Linked DNA regions of Sus scrofa: region 1 is linked to region 2. A link is a contact called in public Hi-C data. All regions are on one chromosome and are shown on one strand. The core of a region is the stretch at or near the end of the contact, and the rest is flanking DNA. Distances in the headings are between cores, read along the strand shown. Region 1 has its middle 550 kb from the start of UTRN. Region 2 has its middle 340 kb from the start of EPM2A.

Region 1 (4,297 bases), core at 242-2,741, 360 kb after region 2:
TGCAAGCTGATATGGTTCTTGATCCTTATTTTGCCTCTTCCTGGGAAAGCCAGCTCGCTGGAAGCATGAACCTAAGGGTGCTGCAGTCTTGATGTTTTGGTAGACACATTCCCCCAAACTCCATCCAGATGTTTAAGAAATTCAGGGCAGCTTGGCTTTCTCCTTCTATTCATGTGGTTTCAATGCCCACCAGGGTCTTACAGGTCAATCTGACTTAAATACTCACTTGTAGAAACCTAAACTTTTCACATGATTCCTACTGATTCTTTATGGTTAGCTTACTCCTTGTGTCATCTGTCTCTGCCCTGTGTCCAGCTGAGCTGGTCCATCACTGCCACGGCACAAACCTCATCTTTCACCTGTCCATAACAGATGCAGTCACACCATGCACAGATATATTAACTTTACTGGTTGTGGGAGGAATCTTTGGGAATGGTCCTATTACATAGCATGCAGCCTTCAGCAAACCCTCTCTCTCACTGACCCCAATGGCATTCTTCTTCTTTTGTCTCCTCCCTCCCCATCCCTTTTCTTTAATGATAGACACACGTCTCCCTTCATCTTCTGTAGAACAGTTGTATTCCTTCCATCAGACAAGAGATGTCCCTGGCTACCCTCAAGCTCTGCTAGTGTATTTTCCAAACACAAAAATAGTTCTTTTCCAGACTTCTCATTGTGGCTCAGTGGAAATGAATCCAATTAGTAACCATGAGGATGTGGGTTCAATTCCTGGCTTCATTCAGTGGGTTAAGGATCTGACATTTCCGTGAGCCCCGTGAGCTGTGGTATAGGTCACAGATGTGGCTCAGATCCGGTGTTGTCATGGGTGTGGTGCAGGCCAGAAGCTGCAGCTCTAATTTAATTCCACCACTGGCCTGGGAACTACCTTATGCCATGGGTGTCACCCTAAAAAGCAAAAAAAAAAAAAAAAGTCCTCTTCCTAAGAGGAATTCTGGTGACAGATTCTTATCTAACATCTGGTAACTTCTTACCAGTTAAGAAGATTGGCCATCCCAGAAATGACTTTGCATCCACAAATGCTAAAGAGCGGACTGAATAATGAGGTATTAAAAGAATATTTTTAAAAAGTTAATTTACTACCTGCTATCCAACCAAACTTTTCTGAGATTTTATGTTTTCATATTCTAGGTGTTAGAGAGCAAGAAACGGGTATCTAGAATATCATGTTATTGTGTTGAGACACATCCTAGGAGGAACAACTATTGTATCACTGGGTTTTATTTTTTTTTTTTATTTTTTTTTTCACTGGGTTTTATGATTGATCCTCTCAGGATGTATTACCAGCAGGGTGCTGCTGTCACTGCAGCAGTGTTGGCAGCCCTGATTTTAGGATTCTTTTCCAAAAGTGCCATGATGCACAGATTAAATTAAATGAAATGCAAATTAACTCCATATTGAGTTATCACTCCAGGGTGCCAGACACGTTCCAGATCTAGGAATCATACCTTTGCATCCAAATCATACATGGCTGAGGAGTGCCTGTGTATTAGTCATACATGGTTCTGGCTGCCATAACAAAATACCAGAGACTGAGTGGCTTAAACAAGAGAAATTTATTTTCTCACAGTTTTGGAGGCCGGAAGTCCTATTCTATTAAGGTTCTATTAGGGTTGGTTTTAGTGAAACCTCTCTCCCTGGCTTCTCTTTCTATTCTCATATGACCTCTTCTCTGAGCATGCTGGGGCTAAAAGAGATATCTGGTGTCTCTTCCCTTCTTATAAGGATAGGCATCATACTGGATTAAGGCCCCACCCTTATGACCTCATTTAACCTTTCTTATATCCTTGTAAACCCTATCAATAAATACAATCACATTGGGAGTCAGAGCTTCAACATATGAATTTTGAGAGAACCCAGTTCCATCCATAACAGCTTAGAATCAGATTTCTCCTCCATGAGGCAACTTCTAAAAGTAGCCTTTTCAAAACAGCCACCGCTTTCCATAACACAGATGATTCTGACATAAAACCATACATGTGAGCTTTATAGCTTTAAATGCTTTATAGCTTAAACATGTCTTTAGAATCATTGTCGTATTTGGTTCCTACAAACCTGAGAGAGAGACAAGGCAGGTAGCCTTATCCTCACTTTAAGACGAAGGAATAGGCTTGCAGAGGACGGCTAGCATTGGAAATGCCTTTGGAGAGGGGCAGAGCCGGCACTGGAGTCCACATTCTTGGCTCTAGGATTTTTCCAGTGCAGGGTTTATACCTTACGATGAGGCCTCAACATCTACACATTTGCACAGAAACCACCATAAGGGTTTTCAAGAATAGATAAAATCGAAGATACCATCAGACATATTAGAATGTTTGACTTAGTGGGAGAGGGAGTAGAAATGGGAGTGCGTCATGGTGACCAAAGGGAATAATCAGACATATAAAAACAGGAGAGGGACCTGGCACCAAGTGGGATAATAGTGTGACATGAACCAGAGGCTATCATCAGCCCTCTGCACCTGTCAACCAAAGAAAAGAACTGGCTCAATGCCCAGAATGTCTCTGCTGTGAGGGAGCTAGGGACAGCACTAGAAACACCTGACCTTGTGATGCACATGAAGGAAAACTTGGAGTTCTAAAACCAGTTGTCATTCCCAAACCTTACTTTATGACGTCATTGTTTCACTGGAGTTTTGTTTTGTTTTGTTTTTTGTCTTTTTGCCATTTCTAGGGCCGCTCCCGCGGCATATGGAGGTTCCCGGGCTAGGGGTCGAATCGGAGCTGTAGCCTCCGGCCTACGCCAGAGCCACAGCAACGCGGGATCCAAGCCGAGTCTGCAACCTACACCACAGCTCACAGCAACGCCGGATCGTTAACCCACTGAGCAAGGGCAGGGACCAAACCCGCAACCTCATGGTTCCTAGTCGGATTCGTTAACCACTGCGCCACGACGGGAACTCCCTTCACTGGAGTTTTTAAACCTGATTGATGTTGAATTATCTGTGGCACTCTCGCTCTTTTAAGTGGCTGGGTTTTGAGGTAAGACCATAACTTTGGAGTGGGCCATAACTAGGTTCAACGCCCAGGCCTTCCTGTTTGTTACCTGCTGAGGAAGCCACGCTGCTAAAGAGGTTCTCTCATCTGTAAGAGGAGACCGAACTACCCAGCCTGCAGGGTATTCTGAGGACTAGAGCAACAATGTATGTACCAAGTCCAGCACAAGTGTCTAACAGTATAGAACATGTTCAATAAAGGAAAGATTTATTATTTTAATTTCTAGTGAAATGCCAGGGAAGAATGGATTCAGGAACCTAGAGGTGACTGAATGTACCTTCCCAATGCCCAGAGGCATTCAACAATAACCAGCCTTAGGCACAGGTTTTATACTGGGGAAGTCATATACACAAGCATGAAGGCCTAAAGTGCTGTGGTTATTAAATATCAGCCATATTTAAACATATTTGCAAAAGCTCAAGAGAAACATAATAGTGTTCTTTTAAAGTTTTTTTAAAATTATGTTGTCAACGTAATTTTCCATGATTCCTGAAGAAAACACTTCTTTCTTGTTAATTATAGAGAAAATGGTGACCTTAGAGAGATGGACTACCCTGCACAGCTCAGTAGTACCTTATTATTTTTGAAATGGATAAATAGGAAATTTTCCTGTTCAAAGGATCACAAAATGTTCCTTGTTGGAAATAGAAAAACTCTTTCCTATATTTAAAGAAAAATCAGGAGTTCCCGTCGTGGCGCAGTGGTTAACGAATCCGACTAGGAACCATGAGGTTGCGGGTTCGGTCCCTGCCCTTGCTCAGTGGGTTAACGATCCGGCGTTGCCGTGAGCTGTGGTGTAGGTTGCAGACGCGGCTCGGATCCTGCGTTGCTGTGGCCCTGGCGTAGGCTGGTGGCTACAGCTCCGATTGGACCTCTAGCCTGGGAACCTCCATATGCCGCAGGAGCGGCCCAAGAAATAGCAAAAAAAAAAAAAAAAGAAAAAAAAAAAAAAAAAGAAAAATCACTTTCTCAGTATTAGAAATCATTTTTCCCTCCTGTTTTCATGAGGCTTAATGGTAAATAGGGACCCAGTTGGGATGATTACAGACAAATGAGCACTATAAGTTCCATGTGGAGCTGTTGTTGTTGTTGTTGGGATTTTTGTTGTTGTTATTTCATTTTGTTTTGTTTTTTGGTCAACTGGAGAACTAGATCCAGCTCCCCTTTGCCTTTGAGTAGGTGTATGAAAGAGAGAGAGACAGACAATTACTAGTAGGTCAACTCTATTAAAGGAAGATCTAGGTCCCCAAAGTGAAGTTCCAGAGATGCTTTCTCCTTTGTTA
Region 2 (4,946 bases), core at 203-2,702:
GAGGAGAAAGGCCTGTAAAATTGGCCAGCCAGTTTATTCCAAAAGGGGGACCAAATGCTGGTACATAACTGCTTCCTCCAGACCAATGATGTCTGTAGCTACAGCAGCCAACTCCAGCAAACAAAAGGATCAAACTCTGGTGGAGCTGCTGCATCTGGGAGTCGGCAAGCTACCTTCAAGACATATTCAGATGGAACTTGGATGTTAATGGTGTTGGCAGTTAGTGTAGAATTTTCGAATGGATATTTCAATTTTAGCTTTATCTCCAAGGGCCAGAGCCCCTTCCAAAGTGGCTGCAAGCTGTGCTGCCTTCAATTCACCTCAGGATACAATTAAACAAGCCATTCTGAAGTCAGCCAAATTCTCTCAGGCTCCCTGCGGACTGATCCTTTTGTTTTTTTTCCTAAGCAGGCCAAGAACCAGGATGGATGACAAAGATGGTTGAGTTTTCTGATCTAATCAACATATTTTACATAAGCGTCTGTGTGGCAGTGATGGCTAGCTATTCCTCCGCACACGTGTGTTCCCCTTCTACAACACAGTTGTGTCTGAAAGAGGCGGCCCCACCAGGGATCCCATTTCCCAGGACACCTCTTCCTTCTAAGTGGTGCCAAGGAACCAGTTCTCACCATGGAATATAAGCAGAGTGGTGAGTGTCACGTCTAACCTGAGGCGCTAGGAAGTGGATATGAATATTCCACCCTCTTCTCCCACCTGTTGGCTGAATTTTGTTGCCCAAGGAGACCTCAGAAATCACTTCTTGAAAGCAGTAGAATCTCCTCAGGCTGGGTTTCTAAATCGGTACAGAAAAGGAATATGTTCTCTCCCTACCAAGCAGAAATACACACACTAGACATTCATAGAGGAAGAAAAAGAGATCGATTGTGTTCAGTTGCTGAGAAATTTGTTTTATGGATATGTTAGTTCCAAAGGCTACCATTATCCTAACCAATAGTGCTTTTGTGTACACCTACACACACCTACACACACACATACACACACACACAGATAAGCACTCTTAGGCAATTTACTTCTATACTCTCATAAACTGGCTGTCTCAATCAGCATTCAAATGGAAAAGCACAAGCTTCCATAGGCGGTATAAAGACATATATACTTACATATATACATAGGTGTGTGTGTGTAAAGGGATTTGTTACAAGGATTTGACCTTACACACTTGTATGAGTTAAGCAATCTCAGCATGACTGTTGCCTCTCCATCTGATCCAGGACTCAAAGTCCACAGACAGGCTGTCTGAGGGTAAGAAGATGGAGAGTGAGGGAAGGCAGGGTAATGTAGAACTTTCAGGACAGACTGGAACCAGAATCCATTCTTCACTTCTCAGTGCTTCCACACTCGAAGATATGAGTATTCCACAGGACACACCATCGCCCTTCATCATGGAGCTAAACACAATGTGACATACGAATTGGAGAAACTCCAGGAGGATCTGAGGGCAGTTCACCAGTTGTTTTCAAGCCTGGCTGCATTCCAATGCCAAGGAGGTGAGCCAACAGATAAGACACAATGAGCTACAAAAACATCTGACAACCTTGCTTCAACCTTTGGGCATTAAAAGACAAGATGGTTGCTACTTCACTTCTATTCTCCAAATCTCATGCCAAAAATTGTCTCTCATGGATCATTTCAAAAGAAAAAATTTAGAGAAAGAGTATCTTGTAAACATATTTGAGCCTAGCCAAGGTGGCACATTACAAAGCCCCCAGGCTGTCTGTTGATTCAATTACAAGCCAATTCCTTAAAAGATTGCTGCTCATGTATTCAACAAATGTGCATTGAATGGCATCGATTTTCCAGTATTTGGGAAATACTGATGATAAAAATATAAGTAAGATGTATTCCCAAATTTTAGGAACTCATAATCCTGTGGAAGAAACAAAACTATAAACAAAATTACGATGCTGTCATTACGACAGTATCGCTATTCAAAGGGCACTGTAGGAACACAGAGGAGGAGCAGTGCAGGGTATGGACATTAACAAGGTACTAGACACCCCCTGCCCACACCTGCATTTGCAAATATCCTGGGAAACATCACACTGCTCCCAAACCAGCAACTTCCAACCTAGGTTTTGCAGTCAGTAATATCCATGACTGTCTTCCAAAGGTGTTAGATTGAGAGCATAAGTGTAAAAAGAAACAGTGAACCTCGTCTTAACTTTAGAAACCAGAGATGAGGCTAAAAGCAATCACTGCTTTATTGTAAATTGAACACAGTATATAGGAGAGGGCAACAAAGTGAACAAAGATTTGTAACTTTGTGTGAAGTCGTTCTTCATATATATTCACCTCACCAGCAGTGTGGCTTAGTAATAAAACAAGTATAGAACTGACAAGAAATGGAAATTAATTTCTCCTTCCAATACTGAGCAATATATTCTGTGCAGGTCCATCAACAAGACATGGAACATACAGTGTGCTTTTCAGATTGTTGCAGGTATTTCCCAAGCATTCCCTAATTAACCGAGTGCAAAATCATTAAAAATCAATTATTAAACCCTCACTTTCCAAGTGGGAAAACTGAGGTCAAAGACAGAGCTAGTCCAGGTTAGGAAGAATTTATGACCAACTGAGAATGGAGGCCGCATCTCTGACTCTTTTTCAGTGTCCACACTGCTGGCTTCCGTCACCCCACAGTAACCAAAATGAAACATAGATTCAGAATACTCCTCCTGCTACACTTGAACTTACTTGCTATTCTCTTCCCCTTCTCCTCTCACCTCAACACCTCAGGATGTGACTAGTTGTGTTCGTTCCAATTGGTTTCAACAAGTTGAAATCTTATTTCCTGAGGAACGTGACCCAGGTAAGACAGATGTAAATTTGTGGGTCCCAGAGTAAATTAAGTCTAAAGTGATCCAGAATCCTGGAATCTTGAACTTCAATTTGCTGTAGTGTTAGAGGGATTTTGACTCTGACACTAGACATCAATTTTTTAAATCAAAAGCACTGAACACAAATGGTGAAGATTTTATTTCATTGTTTGCTAAGGGCTAGTGGCATACACATAGGTAGAGTGATATAACTGATCATCCTAACTGGGGTTTTTTGAAAGTGAAAAGAGATGTTAGTTGGTTTGCCAGAAAGTAAATGGAAACAGGGCTGCCTAGACAAACTGAGACAAACTCAATCAACCTAAATTGCAACATGCTTTTTTATTAATGGGTGTGTAGAAATATTGCACCCTTGGTGAATATCCAGATCACACATAATCAGTTTATCTTGGTAAGCTGGCTAGCTCATTGCTCCTCACTCTGTAGATCTAAATTTAGAGAGTACATTAGTTTCCTAAGGCTACTGTAACAAAACACCACAAACAGGGTGGTTTAAACCAAAGAAATGTATTCGCTCACAGTTCTGGAGGTAAGAAGTCTGAAATCCAGATGTTGGCAGGGACATTCTCTCTCTGAAGGGTCAATGGGAGAATCTATTCTATGCTCTTCTCTTAGCCTCTGGTATTGCTGGCAATTTGGGGCATTCCTTAGCTTGTAGTGCAGCACTTCAGTTTCTGCCTCCAGTATCATGTGATGTTATCCTTGTGGGTCTAAATCTGGGTCACTTTCCTTTTTTCATAAGGACAACTAGTTGTATTGGATTATCTAATGACCTTAACTTGATTACACCTCCAAAGCCTATTTCCAGAAAAGGTCACATTCACAGGTATCTGGAGTCAGGATTTCAACATACCTTTTCAGGAGACACACATTAACTCTAACAGAAAGCAATGGTATCAAATAGCATATATTTAGATTGAAAAAGTAGCAATGGCTTGGTTGCCTCTGGAGTATACTTTCCAGTCCTTGCTATAATTGTTGTTTCTCGGACAAATGAAACTGTAGAGAAGCCAGGGACAGGGTACTGAATGAGGATGGTGGAAAACTGCAGAGCACAGAGGAGGTTATTTTAATGTAAGGTTCAAATCCATCTGGAGCAGTCTTTAGGAATATAACATGCCTTCTTTATGCCATATCCCCCTTGAAGCATTTCCCCTTTAAGATAGTTTGTGGATTCAGGCAACATAACTTTTTAATTATTCCTTAGTTATTGTGTTAGAAAAAAATAATTGCCACATCTGTTTTAAAATAGCTCTTGGAAAGGCTAGTGACCCAATGCTGGTGGCTGTGAGCTCCTGTGATGTAAGAGGAACACATGGCCGAGTGCTCACCTTCACAGCACAAGGCTAAATATGTCTGCTGATGCAGTCAATAAATTATTCATGCCATTTCTATATAAAAGCAATACTGCTATTTAATACTTATCAGATCCACTTCCTCTTTCCTCTCTTCTCTCTCTCTCTCTCTCTCTCTTTTTTTTTTTTTCAAACACCTGGGAGAAATCATTACCATGTCTTCCTGAGGTATTTGTTAGCAGCTTCATGCTGTCATTTCACAGGTTACATCACTCAGAAATCAGTTAATTATTAGCCAGAGTGATATAAAATCTGAGATGAATTGTTACCTAGAAAAGCAAAAAAAATAAAGGAAAAAATATTCATACCCTCGGGTACTGGTTTATGTTTATAGAGTATTTCACATTTTATTGTTCAAGCTTATTCCACTAAAGATGCTTTGGGCTTTTATTCCTGTAATTCATGGAATAATGCATTTCAAGACATTTGTTTAGTCACTAAGTGACATCCAGACTCCTTCCTCTTAAGTGCCAGAATCAAAATATCAGGGTATGAAAAACTGTAGATTCATCATACTTTATTGGTACAAGTTAGTTATTATTATAAGCTTCAAAGTATGTCGCTATGATTCCATAGACTTTTTCAGACCTAATTAAAATAGGTCCTCTTTCTTTTGTCCAGAAAACTTGCAATCATTTCTAAAGGACTCATTTACTTATTGCAAATGTATATATACTGCATACTGCTCGGTAAAGTTTCAATTCCACATACCTTCAATGTTAATGATAATTTT

Evidence for each region. Hi-C and Micro-C count contacts between places; a contact is called where the count stands out from the background.
Region 1: a contact with region 2 is called in a Hi-C map of fetal heart ventricle, with 2.0 times the contacts expected there. The contact joins two enhancer-like sites. A contact is called at or near these places in 2 of 47 Hi-C or Micro-C datasets (fetal heart ventricle and heart right ventricle).

The regions. Positions count from the first base shown.
Region 1 is chr1:20,496,785-20,501,081 of Sscrofa11.1, forward strand. No RefSeq gene overlaps it. Among named protein-coding and RNA genes, the nearest start is that of UTRN, 550 kb to the right of the region's middle. Within about 2 kb of position 1,492, at least 4 of the 83 cell types and tissues checked have an H3K27ac peak or open chromatin away from gene starts, as enhancers often do.
Region 2 is chr1:20,141,814-20,146,759 of Sscrofa11.1, forward strand. No RefSeq gene overlaps it. Among named protein-coding and RNA genes, the nearest start is that of EPM2A, 340 kb to the left of the region's middle. Within about 2 kb of position 1,453, at least 2 of the 83 cell types and tissues checked have an H3K27ac peak or open chromatin away from gene starts, as enhancers often do.